Linked DNA regions of Mus musculus: region 2 is linked to region 1. Evidence: chromatin contacts called from public promoter capture Hi-C data. All regions are on one chromosome and are shown on one strand. Each heading gives the region's core, a stretch centred on a gene start, on an enhancer-like site or on the middle of the called end of the contact. The rest is flanking DNA. Distances are from core to core; before and after follow the strand shown.

What was found. Promoter capture Hi-C pulls out the DNA fragments that hold promoters and counts their contacts.
Region 2: a contact with region 1 is called in a promoter capture Hi-C map of pre-B cells, with 5 times the contacts expected there. The contact joins the enhancer-like site here to the promoter of Ankrd60 in region 1. A contact is called at or near these places in 16 of 39 promoter capture datasets (the 3T3-L1 cell line, 3T3-L1-derived adipocytes, the C10 cell line and 9 more), 1 of 115 datasets of contacts at active chromatin or transcription factors (thymic regulatory T cells) and 2 of 9 other capture datasets (embryonic stem cells and liver).

The regions. Positions count from the first base shown.
Region 1 is chr2:173,574,074-173,579,578 of GRCm38.p6, reverse strand. It overlaps Ankrd60 (ankyrin repeat domain 60), which reads left to right and starts at 1,306. Exons shown (of 4, transcript NM_027303.2): 1 at 1,306-1,589. The coding sequence starts at 1,505. It also overlaps the pseudogene Ppp4r1l-ps.
Region 2 is chr2:174,600,352-174,605,607 of GRCm38.p6, reverse strand. Gm46781 (a long non-coding RNA gene) reads left to right here. Exons shown (of 2, transcript XR_003953979.1): 2 at 2,335-2,796. It also overlaps a transcript of Zfp831 not described here. Among named protein-coding and RNA genes, the nearest start is that of Gm46781, 4.0 kb to the left of the region's middle. Within about 2 kb of position 3,132, at least 105 of the 459 cell types and tissues checked have an H3K27ac peak or open chromatin away from gene starts, as enhancers often do. A contact at or near this core is called in hematopoietic stem and progenitor cells, pre-B cells and thymic regulatory T cells, where this site is marked.

The DNA of each region.
Region 1 (5,505 bases), core at 57-2,556:
TTATCAAGTCTGTTGGTCTAAAAGGAGGGAAAATTATTCTCAGCTAGAATCTTGGATCCTTTATAGAGCATAATTTTCTAGAAAGAAGAGCAAAAACACCAGGCAGTCATGACACACGCCTTTAATCAGAGCACTCGGGAAGCAGAGGCAGGCAGATCTCTGATTTTGAGGTCAACCTGGTCTACAGAGTGAGTTCCAGGGCACTCAGGGCTACACAGAGAAACCCTGTCTCAAAAAACAAAACAAAACAAAACAAAACAAAACAAAACAAAAAAATCCCACAAACAAAAGACAAATAATAAAGATAAAAATAACTATTTAGTGTTCTGAGGTAGAATCTAGGTACTGAAATGAAATTGTTCACTTATGACAAGACCAGCCTCCTATCAAGACTGTGGCTACAAGACAGCTGCTGGGGGGGGGGGGGGGAGTTCTGTTCCTGGGTGGAGCCTTGGGATCAATACTCAGTACTGCAGAAAAAGAAAAAAGAAAAAAAAAAAAAAGAAAGACTGTAAGACCCCAGCCTGTTCACTGTACACATTATAATTATCCATCATTTAGAATGAGCCTCTCTGATATAAAAGGATTAAACCACCGTCCCTTTATGTCACCTTGAACTGCATGTGCCTCTGCCCCCAAGTGAGTGGGTGGCCTGGACCACCATGCCTTAGACCAAATTTGTGTAACTGCTATACAAACTATTTTTCAAGCTTCTATTTTGTTCGTGGTAACAACAGAGTTTTTGAAGGGCGTTCTGGCTCCCTGCCCGTTCCATGGTGCTTCCTCTAGCCCCTAAAGGCCTTGCTTTGGGTCTGGTGGTATTTGAGGGCCTACACCCTCCCAACCCTGCGGTTTGAGCTTCCCCTGAAAAGGTTTAAGCCTAGCCTTCCCATCAGATGTGTTCCATACTTTTCTCCCTCCGAGGATGTCACAACGTCAGGGCACACGGGTTTGATGCCATTTCCACCCAAGCCTCTGCCTGTTCCAGCGTGGCCCAGGTTAGCTTGGATTGCTATGTTCCTAAAAGCACACGGCAGCAAGCCTGTCGACCACCTTAGAAACTGTGGACCCAGCGTTTCTCCCTAACCATGCAGACTGCCCTGAACAGACAAGAGGTTCCCCACAGGGCTAGCAGGCTGGCGAGGACCGCGGAGGAGGCTGGGGGGGGGGGGGGGGAGCAGTCTCCGGAAGCGCGGGCGCCCCTCTCCTGTCCCGGGGGCCCCAGGCGGGGGCGGCGATGACGCGCGGGATGACGCGGGCCATGCGGAGGGCGGCAGACGTGGCGGGGGCGGGCGCGCGTCCGCCGAAACGGCAGGGGGACGACCCCAAGGCGGGCGCGCGCCACACTCAGCCCTCCAGCAGGGCCCGCGCACAGGTTAGGGGGCACACAGGGGACCCGCTTGCCTCCACCGTGTCGCCAGACTTGACTCCTGACGTCTATGTCCTGCGGGTGAAGCTGGAGGAGACTGGGGAGCTGTTCCGCGTGGCCAACTGCCGCAACGACATGACAGTGCGGGAGCTCAAAGAAGAGCTGGACCTGATGGTCGGCATCCCCTTCAACCTGCAGCGGCTGCATTTCCTGGACCGAGGTGGCCCCTGCCCGACCCCTTCCCGCACCCCATGAGCTCCTCCCACTCAATGGCCCCCCCCCCCGGCCCACTCCTGCCCTGGGTCCCCATGACACTCGTAACTGCCAGAGAATCCAAGGTGACCAAGTCAAACCCAACCACTCGAGCCCCATCTAGAACGGCCCCTTGGAGCGCTGGCCACTCAAGGGCTCCTAACTCCAAGCACATGGGTGGGTGTCTTATTAACCCCAAATATATAGGTGAACCTCATTCACAAGCATTGTGTCTGTCGCAGGCTGTGGTCTGCCAACCTTGAGCAAGTCCAGGCTGCTCAGAACCTCAACTCTCAAAACCACAAGACCTTCTGGGCAGCCTCTTGTCTTCCTTAGGGAGCCCAGGCCCCCAAGACAACCATGTCTACCTAAGACTTCACTCTTGAAACAAAACTAGGTCTTAGTAGACCCTACCACTACCAAATCGAGGACAGGCCTTTCCCCCCATGAGAACCTGGATCCAAACCAAACCCTAAGTGGTGGATACCAAATTCTCTAGTTAGCCTGTCTATGCGAGCATTTCAGAAGCTGGGACAAACCTTGTTGGCCTCAGGTCCCCAAAGGCAGAGGACATCTGCCTAAGATTGAACCCCAAATCTCCAAGCTGAAAATAACTAGCTCAGAGCCCCAACCCTAAAACTCAAACCAACCGTGTCCATACATGTCTGCACAAACACAGAAGAAGCCATCTGGACCTGGGACCCTCAAGACCCAGGACAAAGTCGACCAAGACTGAACTTGGTTTCTAGGCTAATGACCACTGCCTCGGGAACCCATGTCCTCCATCCCCACTGGCTATCCAGAGATACTAAACAAAATCCTACCCACCTTAGGAAACCCCAAATCCAGGCCAAGCATGACCAGATCTATTTTAGGTGACCCCAAGATTCCATCAACTGTGTCTACATAGAGATGCTAGAACTCAGATCAAACTTTCCCCTCCTGGAACCCCAAACCCAGAATAAAGCTGAGTGCCCAGATCTCATTCCCACACCAACCGCTACCAACACCGCCCCCCAACTCATACCAACTGTATATTCTCTCAAGGGTGTTAAAATTCAAAACAAAACCTGCCAATCCTACAACCCCAAGCCCAGAACACAGCTACTCAAGGTTAAACCCCCAAATCTCTCAGGCTAACCACTACTGCAGCTCCCCAAATGCCTGCTCACTTAACTCTGCATACAGAGATACTAAAACTCAAAATGAACCTTGCTTATCCTGGAACCCCAAGCCCAGAACAAACATGAACCCAGGTTTGAACCTCAAGTATCTAGGCTAGCCATCAGTCTCTTAGGAACCCAAGTACCCCACCCACTCACTCATAAGGATATCAAAAGTAAAACAAATACTTCCCACTTGGTACCCCCAAATCCAGGATATACCTACCCAAGACTGAACCCCAAAATCTTCAGACTAGCTCTCACTACTTCAGAACCCCAAATCCTATAGCAGCTGCATTTACACGAGGACACTGAAACTTCAATCCTTTACCTACCTTAGGACCCACCCCAAACCAAAACAAGCCTGACCAAATCTGAGCCCCAAGTCCCCCAGGCTAAAAACATATGACCATCAGGACTGGCTATCCTCCATGGCTGTTTCCACACAAGGATACCGAAGCTGAGACAAACTGCCCACCTCAGGGTCCCACAGTCGGTCCACACACTGCTATGTCTGACCCTCATATCCTCTAGCTGCCCCTGGCCACACCAGCACCCTGAATCCCAGAGCAGACTCCACCCACATCACAAGCATCAGCACAGAGCCTATGTACCCAACTCTGAGACACCCCTCCCCCCAGCTATCACCACTCACCCGACCCCAGTCTACATAAGTATGCTAGATCCCAACACGGACCTTGCCCACAGCTGGACACCCACATCCAAACCCAGCTCTGTCCACCTCTGAAAGCCAGCCCTCAAGCTCCAAGCTCCCCATGAGCACAGCAGGACCCCAGTCCAACCCAAGTATCCTCATAAAGGCTCCAGGGATTAGATGAGTCAAGCCCACGCGAGAACCCCCAGAGAGTGAAGTCAAGCTTGCTTCTCTTTGATTCCCCACCCATTTGCTCACGAGTACCTCAAAGCTGACACCAGCTGTGTCCCCGTGAGGAAATGAAGGTTCAAACCATCCCTGACTCCCGAGGACCCCCAAACTCAATACATATCAACTAGCCAAGCCTATCATATCAGAGCCCCAAGTTTAGAGCAGACTCTATCACTAGCAAGACCCTAAATCTCCAAGGAGAGCTATCTGATTCCTCCCAGTTGCTTACCAACCAGAGCTGCCCAAAACAAGTCCATCCAAAGACCCCCAAATCCTGCCACAGATTCCTCCAAAACCAGAAACCCCAGCCAGATGGCAAGACTTGCTCCCATGAGAACCCCAAATACAGAGTAAATCCTGCTTTCATCAGGACCCCAGAACTCAAAGCAAGCCATGACCATTATTATTAGACCTCCCCCCCCAATCTTGACACTAACCTAGTCTGTCTCTGAACCCCAAGTTGCAAGCTGTGACCTTCCCCACACTCGGGGCTCACAGGGAGCCCTGCAGATTCCTTTCAGTTCTCTTGAATCTAGACCCCCCACGAACCCCATATCTAGACAAATTCCATGGGGAGGCACCCAGTGGAAACCAGAGGCTCTTCAGCCTGTCTACCCTTCCCTCAACCTGAGGACATGGCTGCCCCTGTCCCCATTCCCTATAATGTTTAGGATATGAGAACAGGATCAAAGACCCTTGGTTGGGCTCCATCATCTCCCCACCCGATGGAAATCAATGCAAAACACTTCAAGAAAATGAAGATTAAAAAACAAAAAACAAAACAAAACAAAACAAAACCCTCTGAGCTGCCCGGGGAATGTGAGCAGCCGGTATCCTGGAGACACTGCAGAGTCCTGCAGGGCCTGGGAGCGATGGAGACAGCTCTGAAAGCAACCTGTCCCCACGCTCTGCTTTCTCAGGCACTGGCTGTCCTGGGCTCAGTCTCCTAATCCGGAGAGCAGAGCCCCATTAGCTCTAGAATTCTCTGTGCTGTTCCCCAGTGGACAGGAATGACTCTGCAAACTGTGCAGGCAAGGCCAAAATACTCTTCCTCGACACTTTCAAAAATAGGTTAAATGTTTTCCATGGCACATGTGTTTTCTTACAGTAGTTGAAAGATGCATGTATATATATTCTTCAAAGCTTTATTTAGCAAGAAGCTGTGTTTGAGCCTGTCTATAGCTAGCAAGGTATAAAGGATACAAGGTGTAATAAGGGTCTGTGCAGTTGTTCCCCAGCAAGGAATTGAAAAATTATGTGTCTTCCTAACTCTGGACCCCCTTTTGTTCATTTATTTTCACCAGTAAGCAATAAATTCAGGCAAGCTGATGGAGAATAAGAGGTGGGTGACTTCACAGTGATGTCACAGTGCTAAGACTCAGCAGTCACTTAGCAACTGCTGGGGGCCTGACCCCTAAGCTGTGCTGCCTTGACTGTGGCTGGCGCATCTGCCCACCTCCAAGGTTGCAGAGGGAAGGGCAAGTGAGATCATGGCGGGAAAGTGCCACGATGGCCCTTGTCTAAACTCGCCAAGCAAATTCATGAGCGAGTACTGCTCCTGGCGATCATTTATCTGTTGATAATTAGTAGCATTTGTCTGAGCCCAAGGTAGTGGCTACCCATCTGCAAAAGGGGACGTGCTAGAGATTGCACGGGAACCATGAGGCAAGACTCACAACTCTCCTAGATGCTTACCACACGGTTAGAAAGCCAAGTTGTCTCAGAGCAGTGGCAGACCGGTTCCCACGGTCAAGCCACAAACAAAACCTTAGTTAATGGAGTCGATGACCAGCTCTCTATTTACATCCCCCTGAGAGTACGATCATCAAGTGGTA
Region 2 (5,256 bases), core at 1,883-4,382, 1.0 Mb before region 1:
TGTCTGTTGAGTCTGAGGACACCAGACTGAGAGGTGCTGGGAGCCAAGTGAGGTTTTGGTCAAAGTGTTCAGGGCACCTGCCTCTCCCCTCAGAAGCAAAGAGAAAGCTCATTCAAACACAACGTTACATCTCTCTCCTGGGAAACATCAACAGCCCTCTTGCTCTGGGATACAGTGATGTCCCCTGGTCCATAAGGTCCTATGTTTGCTCCCTTCACTTGCCCCCCCCCCATCCATTTTTCTTGTCATCTATAGCAAAGCCATATCCTGGCCTCTAGGTTCTTGAACTCCTGCCTGTGTCAGGGTCCCCAGAGAGCCACACTTGTGGCCTGGAATGCTCTTCCCATTCCTCATCATCTCTTGCTGACCTTTGACATCTTTAGGAAAGTCCTGAGTCAGCAGTTCTCAACCTTGGTGCCACTGACCTTCTCATACAGTTCCTCATGTTGTGGTGACCGCTAACTATAAAATTGCCTCATTGCTACTCCATAACTGTAATTTTGCTATTGCTATGTATTGTAGTATAAATATCTGACACACAGGGTATCTGATTAGTGACCACCCTCAAAGAGGTCATGCCCCACAGGTTGGGAATCTGAAGCTCTAGCGGCTGCTTCAGCCACCTCAGGTTCCCAGGTCCCCATCACAGTGGTGATTATTAAATGTGTTGTTACTTAGTTTCCATGGGGCAGCATCTCTTACCTATTCCACACTCATGACCAGACGAGGATGTGTTATTGGGTAGATGCATGAATGGAAAGGTGGGTGGGTGGAAGGATGGATGGATGATAGAGGGGTATGTAAATGATGGATGGTTGGATGAGTAGATTATGGGATGGGTAGATGGATGGATGACTGGATAAGTGAGTGAATAACTGAATGGATACCTGGGTAAATGGATGGGTGAATGGATAAGTGGACTTTCCAGTCAAACAGTGGTTTGTCCTCTTACACATTCTCCTTCCCAATTGTATGTTGTCCCTTTTACCTGGAACTACCATTCTTTTCTTAATTCACATAGTCAAAGCCTACCCCCCCCCCACACACACACATGGTGGAACCCAAGGGCCACTTCCTCAAGGCCCTAAGCATTCTCTTCCAGCTAGAAGTTTTTCCATATCCCAAACTCTACCAACATCACATCTGTGATAGCTTCTTAGGTGAATCCTTACCTGACTTGTGTCGCAGTGGACTTAGATTGGTTCTAAGATCTTCAAAGGAGAGAGACACCCTTTTTATCGATACACTAATAAGTATGACCAGCTAATGATATGCCTGTGAGACCTCTACGTGGGACAGAAGCACCTTACCAAATATATCATTTCACAAATGAAGACAGGAAGCCCACAGTTGTAAAGTCATTTGCCCTAAACCAGCCAGCAAGGGTTCAGCAAGGAAGAGTATGGGTTCAGGCTTCATGGCTCATTTTCTTACTTTCAGAAAAGTAAGGTTGACTTTTGGTGGAGACCTTCCCCCATACTTCCAGGTGGAAAAGCCAGGAAGGCTACTCTCCTGGCTGTCTCCTCAGCCCAGCCTCCTGCCCAGGAGAATATCTCCCAACACACTATGCCAACTCTAAAAGCACAAAACCTTTGTCACAACTAACATAAACTCCCAATGGAATCTTCTTTCTGTGGGGAGTCCATACCGGGATGCAGCATGGCTTACTCTTCTGCTCCTGGTAAGATACCTGGCCAACATGGAGCAGCTGTGGACTTGTTCTCTGCTTACTTTGCCATTAAGTGTGGTCAAGTGACTCTACCTACCCACTGAATTTCCTCAGGGCAACACAAACCCCAGGCCTGGATAATTAAGTACACAGCATTAGCCGCAGGGCCAGGTATAGCATCAATGCTAATTGTAGTATTGTTGAGAAAAGGATTATCCTCCAAGGACTCTCTCTGGTCCTAGGGCATCTCAGTAGACACAGTCCCAAGGGGATGCTTCCTTCTCTCCATAGAGCAACACCAAAGCTTTGGAGGAGGTTATCTGAGGAGACAGGAGCCCTGTGGCTTGCTGGGAATACACAGATCAAGGTGGCAGGTCACGCACACATCACCACGCCCCATAGCCTCATGTATCCACCTCCACACCAGCCCCCTCACATCCACATCCGAGAAGAGAGAACACGAGAACTCGGGTGTGCACTCACCCCAGCCCACGTGCGCTGGGAACACAAGGGGCTATCAACCTGTTACCCTTGCCCCTGTTAGAAGCCCATGGGCAATGGGGGACTGCTCATGGATCTCCCACCTAGGTGAGCCTGCCAGGAGGGCCAAGTGTATTTGCATATAATTTGCATGTGTTGACACAACCCTTCCCATCTCTGCACAGAGCTTTCCCAAGCTAACCTGTTATTACTGCCTCTCTGAAGTTGGCGCCGCCGCTCGCCCACCCACTGCCAGTGAGTACTACGCATGGAGACGGTCTAGGAGCTGGCAGATCAGATCAGATCACTTCAGCAACTCGCACAGCCTCACAGCCTCAGTTTCTCCTCTGGACAATGCATACCAAGACAGCTCTGTACAAAAACTCCCGATGTAAAATGTCCAGAGTGAAGTATTGCTTGCATGGAGGGAGCTCTTGATTTGCAGCACAGGGCTCAGAACGGCCTCTGGGTGAAGAAGTCGGTTCCCTAGGCCTCAGTGACTAGTTGTCACAAACTCAAAACTACAGGACTCTTAGTTAAATTGATATTTCCTGGGAACAGTTGAGTAGTGTTTTAGGAAGAACTGCTTCTATACGACCTTCTTGTATCAAGACAATAGTCACTGTTTAATTGAAATTTAAAATTTAGCCGGGTGTCCTAGATTTTTATCTAAACGCCTTACCTGGGGCCGAGGCCAGGGGGCTCCTGTCATTACTAATATCCTGTTTTCTTACTGTTCTTACAAAGCTCTGGGGGACATGGTCTCTGTTTCCCAAATGTCCTGCTTCCTACTCTCGGATAGGAAGCAGGGGGGGCAGGAGGCTTCATGTGAGGTGAATTGAGAATTGTTGAGGGGGAGGGGAGGGAACACATGCTTCCTAATCTAGGTACAAAGCTAGTCTGTGCTCCCCTCTACTCTCTGTGAAGAGACTGGGCGGTTATCACTGTGAACGTGAGGCCCATGCTTCCTGTGGTGAAGAGCGCGAGTGTTTTCATCAACAGAACTGGTTTCTAGGGCCTCCTCACAGGATGTGAGGCCTGTGGCAGGTCACAGAGGAAGAGGCAAGCTGTGGCAGGGGCTACAGCTTGGGGCGGGAGGGCTGGTGGTGGAAGGGGGCTGCATGTGGGCCAGGCTGTGTCAGTCCAGGGGCTGGAGCAGGAATCCAGCCCCATGGTTATCTACAGAGAGCTCTCCGTCAGGCTGCATTCTGCTTTCCTTGATTCATATTCGGTATGATGCTAGACTTACTCCATTACAGTCTTTAAGTCTTTATCTAAGCTAGGCACCATGCAGGATGGGGCAGAGCTCAGCATCTGAGGTTAAGCCCCAGTTCTACTGGCTCCTCAGAGCCATGACTGAAGGAGCCAGGGATGGAAGTGTGGCTCAGTTGGTAGAGCGCTTGTCTAGCATGCATCAGGCCCTGGGTTTGTGATCTGCAGAGTGCATAGCACACCTGTCATCCCACCATCAGAAGGTGGCAGCAGGAAGATCAGACTGTCTAGGTCATTCTCAACTATGTAGCACGTTCCGGACCATCCTAGGCTACCTGAGAACCAGGAAAGACTAGAGAACGCCCGTCAAGCTTGCCTATGAGCCATGTGTGGTAACTAGGGAGAGCTCTGCATCTAAGGGCTTTGCCAGGACAAGCTTTTCACCCTGGGGAACAGGGACACTATTAGAAAACATGTGGCTCACCCAAGAGTGACAGTTTCCTTCGAGATTTGTGAAGAAGAGGAATTGTACGGTAAGACCAGAGGATAGATCATGGAGTGTATTGAGAGATAAAAATCCAAAACTTAAAACACAAGACTCCACATTCTTCCCATAAAGTAGCACTGGGCAGGCCCCACCCTTCGGGCAAGTTGCAAAGATGACGTAACACAAGGCATCACTTTTCCCTGCCCCCACCACCTTCATGAGACAGATCTTCCTTCTGGGAACATATGTTTCCACCATGTCTGCTTCCATGTGAATGGTTAAACCCTAAGCATCCACAGCAGCTGGGGCACTGAAGTAACCCCTTGGGCTCTCACAGGTTGCTAATGGCATGCTATGGTCAGACCTCCAACAGAGGCCAGGCACCTCGAAAAACCATTTTCCTCTTGGCTTCACCAAGATGTAACTGTGTACCTGTGGTTCAAGTATGGCTAGCCTAGAAGGGACCAGAGGATTTCATAACTAATGGAGACCTGTCCTTCGCATCTGTCCCTCATGAACAGTGTGCCCCGCCTATAGCATCCATCTAGCCCCCTTCTCCTAGGTCGAAGGTGCTTCAGAGGAGGACTGAAAGAAAGTGGCCAGGGAACTTGAGGTGTGTAGGGGCTAAAACACACTCAGGCCTATGAATCTACAGTGATATAGCTCACGGTCCTTGATGCAATCATCTGAATGCCAAGGGAGAATGGAGGTGACCACATCACACCTGAGTCAGTGTCCTGCTGGCGCACAACCAGATTTGCCCATTATCCAGAGAGGCTTCGTAGTCTAAGAAAAGGAGATTCTCCCCCAGGGCCTGGGAATGTAAAACTGGCCATGATCATCGGAATTTCTCCGTGCTCCCAATTTCTTCACTCTACAGAGGGAACTCTCATATGCCTCTGAGCACAGTGGGGCTATTTTTACGCTATTCTGATGAGTTCATCTGAGACCTAGCCTTGCATTGGCCAACCAGAAGGCATTTATTCACCGATGAAACCTGTGTGCTGGCCTCCATTGATGTAAGTCACGGCCATGGACGGTTCAGGCTCAGTCCCAGCTGTGGGAGAATATTCTAGATCACTGAAGAGAACACAAGGGTGGTTTGTCTCTTCAGACAGGACTACGGTAGATGGGTTACCGTGTTCTCATTGGTCTTGTGATGATGTTAATACACTGAGGCAGTTACCTCAGACCATGAATGGCTCCTGCCCATCCATTCTTACTTCTGCCTATTCTCAACCTGCCCACTGCCTCTGTCTTCTCCTTGGAAAACATGGCCCCATGCCAGGGGCCTCCTGCTCTGATGTAGTTCTTCAGAAGAGCAGACTTAACTCTTGAAACTGAATCAGGCTTTGAGGGGGGAGGGAGATAAAAATGACCTTGTCAGAGCCAGTACCCCTCTTCCTGA